Linked DNA regions of Mus musculus: regions 2 and 3 are each linked to region 1. The links are chromatin contacts, called in public promoter capture Hi-C maps. All regions are on one chromosome and are shown on one strand. Each heading gives the region's core, a stretch centred on a gene start, on an enhancer-like site or on the middle of the called end of the contact. The rest is flanking DNA. Distances are from core to core; before and after follow the strand shown. Region 1 holds the start of Micall2 (MICAL-like 2). Region 2 holds the start of Nudt1 (nudix (nucleoside diphosphate linked moiety X)-type motif 1). Region 3 holds the start of Dnaaf5 (dynein, axonemal assembly factor 5).

The links. Promoter capture Hi-C pulls out the DNA fragments that hold promoters and counts their contacts.
Region 2: a promoter capture Hi-C map of hippocampal neurons shows a contact between it and region 1, with 4 times the contacts expected there. The contact joins the promoter of Nudt1 here to the promoter of Micall2 in region 1. A contact is called at or near these places in 7 of 39 promoter capture datasets (the 3T3-L1 cell line, 3T3-L1-derived adipocytes, cranial neural crest and 4 more), 8 of 115 datasets of contacts at active chromatin or transcription factors (bone marrow-derived macrophages, embryonic stem cells, fetal liver and 5 more) and 2 of 9 other capture datasets (embryonic stem cells and liver).
Region 3: a promoter capture Hi-C map of liver shows a contact between it and region 1, with 2.2 times the contacts expected there. The contact joins the promoter of Dnaaf5 here to the promoter of Micall2 in region 1. A contact is called at or near these places in 4 of 39 promoter capture datasets (3T3-L1-derived adipocytes, erythroid cells and liver), 1 of 484 Hi-C or Micro-C datasets (CD4 T cells) and 2 of 115 datasets of contacts at active chromatin or transcription factors (bone marrow-derived macrophages and embryonic stem cells).

What each region holds. Positions count from the first base shown.
Region 1 is chr5:139,734,355-139,737,961 of GRCm38.p6, forward strand. It overlaps Micall2 (MICAL-like 2), which reads right to left and starts at 1,979. Exons shown (of 17, transcript NM_174850.3): 1 at 1,664-1,979. The coding sequence starts at 1,806.
Region 2 is chr5:140,330,156-140,333,762 of GRCm38.p6, forward strand. Nudt1 (nudix (nucleoside diphosphate linked moiety X)-type motif 1) reads left to right here and starts at 1,705. Exons shown (of 5, transcript NM_008637.2): 1 at 1,705-1,800; 2 at 2,268-2,318. Mrm2 (mitochondrial rRNA methyltransferase 2) reads right to left here and starts at 1,743. Exons shown (of 3, transcript NM_026510.1): 1 at 1,698-1,743; 2 at 825-1,114. The coding sequence starts at 1,705.
Region 3 is chr5:139,148,605-139,152,211 of GRCm38.p6, forward strand. Dnaaf5 (dynein, axonemal assembly factor 5) reads left to right here and starts at 1,631. Exons shown (of 13, transcript NM_001081265.2): 1 at 1,631-2,231; 2 at 2,879-3,063. The coding sequence starts at 1,643. It also overlaps a transcript of Prkar1b not described here.

The sequences.
Region 1 (3,607 bases), core at 729-3,228:
CCCTGTCATTACCTTGAACTTCTGTCTCTGAGACCAGAAGTTGCTCCCTGCACTAGATGACCTTATGCTGTATACAGTAGGCACTCATTAGATAAGTGAGCAAATCTTTAACACTTGCCTGTGCCAGCATATACATGCACACACAAGTAAACATACAAGTATAAATAAACATATATCTCTTCGTGTACACCTCTCCTCCTCTGTGGGGACTACATGTCAGGCCATGAGCACACATAGTCCCTGCTTCGGAGCAGAGGAAACCCCATGTCTGCAAAGGCCCTGTCCCTGTCCAATTACCAGCTGAGGCTAATCCAGCCAAAATCCAACATCATCGTCTCCTCCACTTGAGAACTCGTCACATAGTTCTCATCTGAGCTCCCCACTCTGCATCATCATCCAGACTCCCCCTGCACCACCGGAAGAAACCTGACTACCCACGTTCTCATCCCAAGTCCATTTTCCAAGGTCTACATCCTTGGCCCAGCATCCATCGAAGCTCAGCTTCCTGGTTTCCACATGACTGATGCCCCACTGAGCTCACACCATCCATCTCCCTGAGAGTGACTGAGGCTCATGCCATGGGGCCCTCCCAAGCAGCTCGGGGGTTGGGGTGGGGAATTCATAACCACAGGGCAGAAGCCTACTTCTTGCTCAAGATTCCGGCTTCCTGAGCAGAGCAAAGCTTGGCACAAGGGAGTCTGATAGCACCAGGCCTGGCTCTTCCTGACACATTGTGTAACACGAACAATATTTGTTTGTTTTTCCTTTTCGGAGCCTCAGTTTCCCCATCTGCACAGCAAGAAGGCTGGCTGAGGTGGGCTCCACAGGTGCTGCCTGGAGCCTCACTCAGCCCTAAGACCTCCCTGGGAAACACTCCCAGACCAGCCAACTCTGCATTTATGTACCATGTACAGGAGAATGCTTTCCTCTGAAGGGCATGGGCTGTAGGTGATCTTGTCCCATTTCAGGACTCTGGTCACCAGACTAACTTAGGTCCCTGTAACAGAGTCTGCCTAAGTGTTTGCTAAGTGAATAACTGATAGAACAGTTTGAGTTGTGGGCCAAGGTCCTTCAACAAGACAGAGCTGGCTTGCTTCCCAACTTCCTATGCCAAGACTCTTCTTCTATAGAAGGCTTTAGACCCAATCCCTGTCCTCTCCTACAACTTCCAAGGATGATGGCCCAGACTCCATTGTCTCCTGTCATTCTAAGGTGCTAAAAGGCTTGCGCTTCCCTCTTTGATTGCTTTCCCAAAGATGCCTAGACAAATTAGAGGAGGGGCAGTAATCCCACTAGAAGCCTCAAATGGCCCTGATCTTGGGGCCAGACCTCAGACCCCCAGGAGCTGTTCCTTTGCCCTTTCTCAGGGAGCTCGGGGAAGGCGGACGCTGCCCTGAGTCACCACTGACTAAGCCGGCTGGACAGCCCATGTCCTGGCCCCTGGCCCAGCTGCACTTGGTGGCCTGCACAGAGGCTACTTGACTGCCACAGCCTTGGAGACCACCAAATAGGCTGTACCTGCAGGTCTCTGCTCTACCCCGGGTGGCCCATCTGAGAGGGGTGTGTCTGAAACCTCCGACCCGGATCCCAAGGCAGGCGTGGCCTCAGTTTCCCGTTTGCAGCGGCACATCAGAGCCCGACAGAGGGGTTAAAGAGCACTCACATAAGGTCAGGCCGGTGTCGGTGCAAGATAGCGCAGAAGGCCAGGCCATCGCGGAACGAGGTGGTCATGTTGGTGATGCTCACGTCCCGGTAGCCCTCGCACTGCTGCCGGCACCATTCTTGCAGGGCCTTTATGGCGGCCATATGGGCGGCAGGACGGGCTGGCGGCTCGAGGAGCTGGCTACAGGCCCCTCTTGGGCCCGAGACGCGCAGGAGGCCCGGACCCGCCGACCACCAGCCGGGCTGGAAGAAGAGAACACCGGGAGACCGGCGCCCCACACACTCTTGACGCCTGCGAGGCCGCCGGCCCCGCCCCCTAGAGGCCCCGCCTCTTCAGACCCGCCCCCACAAGATCACGCCTCTTGAAGGCCTGGCTCACCAGCTCCAAGCTCCACACAGGCTCCTTGTTCCGGCCGCACCGCCCCAGTTTGGTCAGGCCACACCCACGCCCCACAAAGGGCACGCCCACATAAGACCACGCCCCCTCTTTCCTGGGACTTGAAGAATAGGGGCCCGGTACTCTGGGCGTTGGCTCCCGCCTTGGCCTTTAGCCATAACTCCCAGCAGAGGCGTCGGGGTTTTCTTTTTTTGTTTTCCTTGAGACCGGGACCAATGTAGCTCGCATTGGCCTCTAGCTTATTATAAAAGCAAAGATGACCTTGTGTTTCAGATTCCCCAGCCTCCACCTCCTTTACTGCTCTCGGATTACAGGCTTGTGCCCCACACCATGCCTGGTTTGTGCAGTGCTGGGTATGGACCCTGAGGCTTCCTGCATGCCAGGCAAGCATACCACCAGCTGAGCTACACTCCCAGCTACGGTTTTCTTTCTTACTTTTAATTCTATCTTATGCATATGGGCTTTGGTCTGAAAGTGTATCTGCACCCCTTGTGTGTCTGGTAGCCCGGGAGACCTGAAGAAGGCCCCTGCTCTTCTAGAATCGGAGTTGGAGCGGGTTGTGCTGCCATGTGGGTGCTGGAAACTAAACCCCAGGACTTCTGGAAGAGCAGCAAATGCTCTTAACGACTGACCCATCTCTCCAGTCCAAACCCGCAACAGCGTTCTTTTATTTTATTTTATTTTTTAAAGTTGAGGCCAAGCTGCCTAGTCTGCCTAACTCATCCTCCTGCCTCAGCCTCTAGAGTTGGCAGCCTGTTGACAAATGGGAAAACAGAGGCTAGGGTAGATGCAACCTCTGAGGAGTGTCCCTTTTCAGGGTCTACAAAGCTGTCTGGTTGGAAGCTGGGGTGGACCTTGCTGAGTAGTGTGCTTTCCCATCAGACAGATACTGGTCGTGATGGCACACACCTGGAATCCCAGCCCTCAGCGGGGAGAAGCTGGAAGATCAGAAATCCAAGCTTATCCCAGGATACATATGGGGTGCAAGGCTGACATGGGCGACCTGAGACCCTGTCTCAAACTTTAAAATACTGTCTGCTTTCCCTTCACCCTCAAGGGTGCCAAGCCAGCCAGAATAACCGCTCTACATTCACAGAGGAGGAAAGGAAGGCTGAGGGGGCACGCTCCAGGGGTCTTGAGACAGGAGACTCTTAGCCTCTTTCAAGTCTCTGAGGATGCCAGGGGTGATTAAGGAAAGTACCTCTCCCAGGTCCTCAGTTAGAGCCAGGGGCTGCCCTGAATGTTCTTTTGTTGTTTTGTTTTGTTTCTGAGACAGAATTTCTCTGTGTAGCCCTGGCTATCCTGGAACTCACTCTGTAGACCAGGCTGGCCTCGAACTCACAGAGAACCACCTGCTTCTTCCTCAAGTGCTGGAATTAAAGGTGTGCGCCACCTCTGCCCAGCTTTGTTTCTCCGCACCCTCAGGAATCTATATGTCATCAGATGGACCGGACTATGACAGCAACAGTGTGAACCGGCCCTTCCCAGCTGGGCCCCAGAGCTTGTCTAGGCAGGATCTTTAGGAAGGTAGGTGTTTTCCCCAAAATG
Region 2 (3,607 bases), core at 455-2,954, 600 kb after region 1:
CTGCTGATGCACAGGCCATGGAGGGTGCTGCTGACTGGCCCGCTCCCCTGGCTCGCACAGCCTGCCTGCTCCCCTGGCTCGAAGAGCCTGCTTTCTTACAGGGCCCAGACCCCCAGCCCAGGTGGAAACCTTTTCCTACTCACAGTGTCTGGTTATGGTGCTTATGACAGCAACAGAAAGCAAAGGAAGCCATTATTGTTTAGTTTTCTGGGGCTTTTTGTTTTGTTTAGAGAAAGGGACATAGTGCGAACCCAGGCTGTCCGCCAACTCCTGTGGTTTTCTTCTTTGTTCTTTTTTAAACATTTTGCTTATTTAATCATGTATGTGAGAGGGTATATAAGCAAGTGAGCACACGCCACGGCACATTTGTGGAGTCCACACAGCAACTTTCTGGTGTCAATTCTCCCGTCCACAGTGTAAATCCTGGGGCGAGAACTCAAGCTTGTCAGCCTTACCGGCATGCACCATTCAACCACCAAGCCAGTGGGTCACAGCCCAGAGTGAGAACCACTGCTGACTAACCCATCTTCATAGCATCACCACCACCCTGTGCTCCCTTCCCAACCCCCTACCTCTGCCCTTTTTTTTTTCTCTAGTACAGACATACCATGTAGCTGGGATGACCCTGAACTTCTAATCCTGCCTCCACCTCGTAGGCCTGCGGGGCCTGACTTTACTTAGCAGCTGTGTCCTGTACCCAGCCTGTGTCGTATTTCTGTAACTCTCATCTCTAAACCTACTTAGAAAGAGCCTCAAACAATGTCTCTAGGTAAGAGCTGCTCACTAGCAGTAGTCAGAGGAGCTGGGAGTCCAGCAGGTCCCACCTGCGCCTGTGGCATTGACGCGCTGCACTGCCACCTGACTCCAGGCTCCCGGAGCTGCCCCGCAGTCCAGCACCCGGAGACCGGGCCTCAGGATCTGATGCTTCTCATTCATCTCCAGGAGTTTGAAGGCACTGCGGCAGCGGTAACTCTCCACCTTTGCGGCCTTCACAAACGGATCCTTTAGATGCCGCGTGAGCCACAGGTGCTCAGCGCCGGTCCGGCCCCTGTAGTGACACACTGCTGTGTGTAACCTCCGAACCTTAAGGGGAACGCCTACCAGCTTCAGATGCCTGAAATGACGAAAAAAGAGTTAGCGGGTGGGCATTACACAGAGAGGCAAGAAAGTCTTGGTTCAACCTTTTTGTTTCTGCATATGTATGTGCGATATGCATGCACGCATGTGTATTAGCATGTATGTGCACATGTGTCTGCCTGTGTATGGGGGTCCAAAGTAGAGAAGGGACGTCCCCTTCGCTTGCTCTCTACCTTATGTATTGATGTAAGGTCGCCAACCTGCCAGTCTATCTCGCCAGCTTTCTCCAGGGACCCCTTTTCTCTGCCTCCCCAGCACTGGGGTTACATTTGGTCAGCACACATGTCCAGTATTTTGTAGGCTCTGGGGATCCGAACCCCAATCCTCCCGAATGCACAGCTTTATCCACGGAGCCCATACACCTATTTCTATGTTGCAAGCCTCACTCACTCACGTCTGTACATGAATAAACATCGTACACCCGTGTCCCGCTCCCCGGGACGGAGGTCGCCAGCACCCCTCTGCAACACAATTCACTGAGCTCCCTACTACTGTCATCCACTCCGTTCCTGTATGCAAAGACGTCCTTTTAGCGCAGGCAGACGCCGTAACTCACTCACCCGGCCATTGCTGCTTGCTGGTGGTTTCCTCCCGCCGCCGGAAGTCCCGCCCTCGCTTCCAACGCGAGGCTCCGCCCCGGGAAACTTTGGCTGGGGCGCGAAGGTATGGATGGTCCCGGGCGAATGAGATCTGGGTGCGGGAGAGACGCTGGAGGTCGGGAGTGGGGTGCCAGGGAAAATCTGGGGAGAGAAGGGGTAGAAGGACTAGAGAGCAGCTTCAAACCCACCAGGAAAACTGGGGTACTGGGCAGGCCTGAGGTCGGGAAGACCAGGGAAACTACAGAGAGTAGGGAGCAGAAATGAGAGGGAGAGGGGACCTGGGCGGTAAGCTGATGCATGGGCAGTTTGCAGCCTGTCTGTACCGGCCATAGCCCCTGGGAGGGGAGGCTAGGGAACGGCATTTGCAGAGTGCCCCCTGCAGGCAGGTTCTGGGCTCTGCACTCCATGTGCATTGTCTCCAACACCTGCAACACTTGACCTCAATTCAGACCAAAGGTTGTCCAAAGTTCCCTGACACACATCCGATTTACCACCTATCACAGCTACCAGGACACCCTTGTTTGCTTCTAGGCTCTGCCATTTGACCTCGGAGCACTAGTTTTCGCCTCAGAAACGAAGAAAGTAAGTCTTAAACTCTGTTCTTAGTCTTTTTTTTTTTTTTTTTACTTTTTTTATTAGGTATTTTCCTCATTTACATTTCCAATGCTATCCCAAAAGTCCCTCATACCCTCCCCCCCACTCCCCTACCCACCCACTCCCATTTCCATTGCAAAGGGAAACAGTATGGGGACTCTGTTTGAAGCAATGCCAATCAACAGAGCCATAGCCACACCCATTCTACCTGATTCCAATCTATGTCCTCACTGCTCATTTCACTGAGACAAGGAGCTGAGCACGCTGGTGCACGCCTGTCATTCTACACTCAGGTGGTTGAGCGGGAAGATTGTGAGTTTAAGTCCAGAATGGAGAACATGGCACAACTCTGTCTCGTTTAAAATCCTTGCAAAACAAATCACTCATCTGTATGGAATGTGAGGACATTTGTCATCACTCCCTACATGAAAACAATTTACATAGTTTGCATGTAAAGTGGGCCGGAGGATGTCTGTAAGTTACAGGCAAATATGCCATTTCAAAGAAGTGATTTCATCATACTTTAATCCCAGTATCCATGGAAGGGTAAGGTATCCTGGTATCTGTGGATATGAAAGATATCCTGTGGATATCCTGTGGCTATGAAAGACAGCTGTATACAGCCGGTGCTTAATAAGAGATGGCTGACTTTGCTGAGTCAGGAAGCCAGAGGCTCAGGCACAGGCAAGTCAGAACACAGGCCAATGCTAAGCCCACTTCTTCTCCTGACTTACCTCAGCACCAGGCCTAAGCTTCCGGGTCCCTTTTCTTTCCCTTTCTTCTTATTCTGTTTTTAAATTTTAACTTATATTGTGCACATATAGGGTTGTTGGATTTTTTTATTCGAGAACGTATAGGGTTTTAAAAATATTTATTTTGGGGGGCTGGTGAGATGGCTCAGCGGTTAGGAGCGCTGACTGCTCTTCCAAAGGTCCTGAGTTCAAATCCCAGCAACCACATGGTGGCTCACAACCATCCGTAATGAGATCTGATGCCCTCTTCTGGAGTGTCTGAAGACAGCTACAGTGTATATAATAAACAAACAAACAAACAAATAAATATTTTAAAAAACCATCCAGAGGTGGTGTATAGCTTTTAAAAAATATTTATTTTTTATGTTCATTGATGCTTTGCCTCCATGTATGTTTGTGTAGGGGGCCATATCCCCAGGAGCTAGAATTACAGACAATTGCAAGCCACCATGTGGTTGCTGGGAATTGAACTTGGTGCCCCTGGAGGAGCAGCCAGTGCTCTTAACCACTGAGCAGCCATCTCTC
Region 3 (3,607 bases), core at 381-2,880, 590 kb before region 1:
CCCTACAAGACACTTCTCCTTCCCCTAAGAGGTCCCCTGGCCACAGACAAGCACCGTCAGCTTCAGCTGCCACGGCCGGCCACAACCCTCACATACTGGGATGCTGGGCTAAGATGAAGTTGGAAGGGCTGCTTCCCTGGGCTTGCCGTCTGCCCACCTAACATTCACAAAGCCTTTTCACGGCTTGCACATCTATGCCAAATTCCCCTTATGAGGATAGCAGCTAGCCCCAATATCTCAATCTTGACATCTGCAAAGATCCTACCTCCAGACACTCACACTCTGATGGACTAGGCTTAAGACTTTGACATACGAGTCCATGACACCTCTAACACCAAGCCTTTGCTTGGCCAGTCACCTCTCTTCACAACTCTTTTGCCACCCTAAGCAATTTTACATGGTTCCCCTAAAGCTTCCACGCCACATTCAAAACACCTAAGGGTTCACACCAATTTCCCACAAAACTAATGTCAACAACAAAAAAAGGCCAAATTTGTTACAAAACCCAACCCCTAACATTATAAGCCTGTTCTCAGATGTGACTCGTTTGGATGCCCAAGTCATGCAGCACTGAGTCAGGCCTAGGAAGTGCCCAGTGGGGGGTCCTGACCACTGACAATACCATCTCTGACCCCCTAAAAAAACACTTCCAGCCATCGAGCATACCTCATGTCTAAACTGAGGTCAGACCGTGTGGCAGATTCACACTTGACTTCTTCATGACCTCTGAGGAACCCAGTAAGGATCAGCCATATCTACACCATTAGAAAGAACCTCAGCTTAAGCTGCCCCTGAGGAAAGGAACCTGAAGGTGCAGGCTTGCAGAAGCTTGGCCACTCAGGCCAAGTTCCAGACTCAGGCACAGGACAGCCCCACTCTTGGCCTCGCCCCTAGCCATTTGCCACGCCCTAAGGCCTGCGTCCCACCTGTCAGCCCTTGTCTCAGGCACCTCAATCCTCACGCTTCACCTTACTCAGACCCCCACCCCTCCCTCGAGCTTTATGTCCCTTCCCCAAACCTGCACCCCACCTATTATTGAAACTTGTCAGCCAGCTGCGCGGCCCATGCCCCGCCCACCTACCCCCCCATCCAACCCACTACTCCTTGCCCCGCCTCCTTCCCGTAGACCCTTATTCTTCGCCCCGCCCACAAAACCAGGGCTCCGCCTGCCACCTCCTGCAATGCTCCCGAAGTCCACACCCCGCCTATTTGGTTCTTTCCCCTCCCATTATCCCTTATTCCCCTCTCTTTACACTAAGCCCCTACCCAAGAGGCCCGTGTCCCGCCTACCAACCCCCTCGTACCGCCCACTACCTCTTTCGCCCAAGGCCCTTGCCGAGCTTGCTGTCTTCTGCCTCGCCCTCAAGGTTCGCGCCCCACCCCAGACTCCCGGACCTAGCCAATTACACTTGCTTCTCTTAGCCTCTCTCGTCCTCCTGCCCGTCACTCCGCCCTCTAAGCCCTTTGCCCGCCCACTTCCCTGGCCCCGCCTCTCCCTTACTCCCTGCCCCTCCCCCAGCATCACTCCTAAGGGGCGCACACTCAGCCTCGAGCAACCCAGGCAGCCGGAAGTCTTGCCGTAAAGCGTGCTCGGACCATCGTACTAGCGCCGGTTCCCTTGGAGACAGGCAACGCGCTCAAGATGGCGGCGCCGGCGGAGGCGGAGGTGGCCGCGGCCCCGGGCTTAACCGAGGCGGCTGAAGCCGCGGAACTGACCCGCGCGCTAAGCCGCCTGCTACCGGGGCTGGAGACGGAAAGTAAGCTGGGGCGGCGGCGCGCTCTGGAGGCTCTGGAGCAGGTACTGGAAGAGGCGGTGCGGCCCGGCGCGGATTCCGCGGCCTTCCAGGGCCCCTGGGCCCGTCTGCTGCTGCCGCGCCTGCTGCGGCTTCTAAGCGATCCGGCCGAGGGCTGCCGCGCGCTGGCCGCTCACCTGCTCGACCTTGGCCTGCGCCGCGCCGCGCGGCCCCGCGACGCTCTGCCGCGTCTGCTGCCGGCGCTCAGCGCACGCCTGGCCCGACCTGAACTCGCGCGGCCGCCGCCGGAGCCCTGCGAGGAGCTGCGTCTCGCCCTCGTGCAGCTGCTCCACCTCGCCGTAGACCTGGGCGGCGCCGCGCTCGCGCCCCACCTGGACGACGCCGTGCGCGCCTTGCGGGCCGCGCTGCTCGACCCCTTCGCTGCGGTGCGCCGGGAGGGCTGCGAGTGCGCAGCCGCTCTGGCCCGTGCCACTCCGGGTGAGCGTCCTATCCGCTTCCCTGGTTACCTAGATGTCCAGAAACTGAACTAAAGTGGGCTGGTTCCTTCGTAAGGTCATTTCCGATGGGAGGGGGCACGAGACAAGAGATCTCACCATGTAGCCCTGGCTGGTGTCAAACATAACGCTGCTTCTACTTCAGCCTAAAGTGCTAGACTCTCAGACCTGTGTCACACCCATTTCATGATCATTTTTATGCTGGGTTATGGGACTCATGTGGGAAAGGACAACTCAACTCAGTTTCTTTACTCCAGTGTCTTCTCTGTCTCTGACACGGGTCACTAACTTCCTGGATGAAGGGAGGCTGCTTCTCGTTTATTTCTACCCTCTATCTACAGCCCTGCTTGATCAGGGCTTTTTCCCTTTTTTCCTTCTAGACTAGAGTTTGGAAAAGTTAAGAGGCCCTACCTAGTGTTTAAAGTCTTCCCGGGGGTAGGGGGGAGCCAACTTTGTGAAATAGGTGTATATATCCCTCCGGATGCCTGGAGCATAAGCAGCTCCCAGCACCATTGGAGAGAAAAAGTGGGAGCTGAGGCTAGCAGAGGCCAGAGGAAGGTTTGATGGTAGCCACAGAACAGGGCCCCATGCAGCTGTATCGCATAACCAGCAGCCTCCCTAATCCCACAGAGCACTTCCACATGCAATCGGAGTCCTTGATAGGCCCCCTGATGCAGACCATCTCCCACCAGCACTGGAAGGTCCGGGTAGCCGTTATCGAAGCCACGGGCACTGTGATCCAGTTTGGCAGTGGGAACTCGGTGGATGATGTCCTTTCCCACTTTGCTCAAAGACTCTTCGATGACGTCCCTCAGGTACTGGGAGTTTTCTGCTTGACAGTCCTGAAACCATGTGCTTCTGTTAATAGAAGTGTCCTCATGTGCTCATCCACTGAGAGAATTTCAGTGCAGGGCCTAGTGCTTAGGGCCTTGCCGGGAAGGACAGAACGGAAGTGGAAGTCCGGTGCTGGGGTGGTCTCCATGCTGGTGGGGGGCAGACAGGAGCCCTCCAGATGTAGACAGAGCACTCACTGGCTTTCAGAGCACAGGCCTGTCTCAGACCTTAGACTGTTGTGGCTTATGGTAATGTCCCCTAAAGAGAAAGGACTGGTGGTAGGCAGGCTCTGTCTCCAAGGGAGGAAACAAGTGAAGGGGGAGCACATGACCCTGGCTAGGTGGGAGGAGGAGAAGCGGGCAGCATGCTCCAGAAAAACCGAAAGCTGTCTCCATCACAGTCAGACCCTCCACACAGTAACAAGTTGTGTCCCCTCCCTTTGATGACCGTGTTGGCCTGAGTGTATCAGGACCCTCCTGCTTCCGCACTTGCGTCACTTGTGCAGGTGCCCAGCCTGCATGTCCT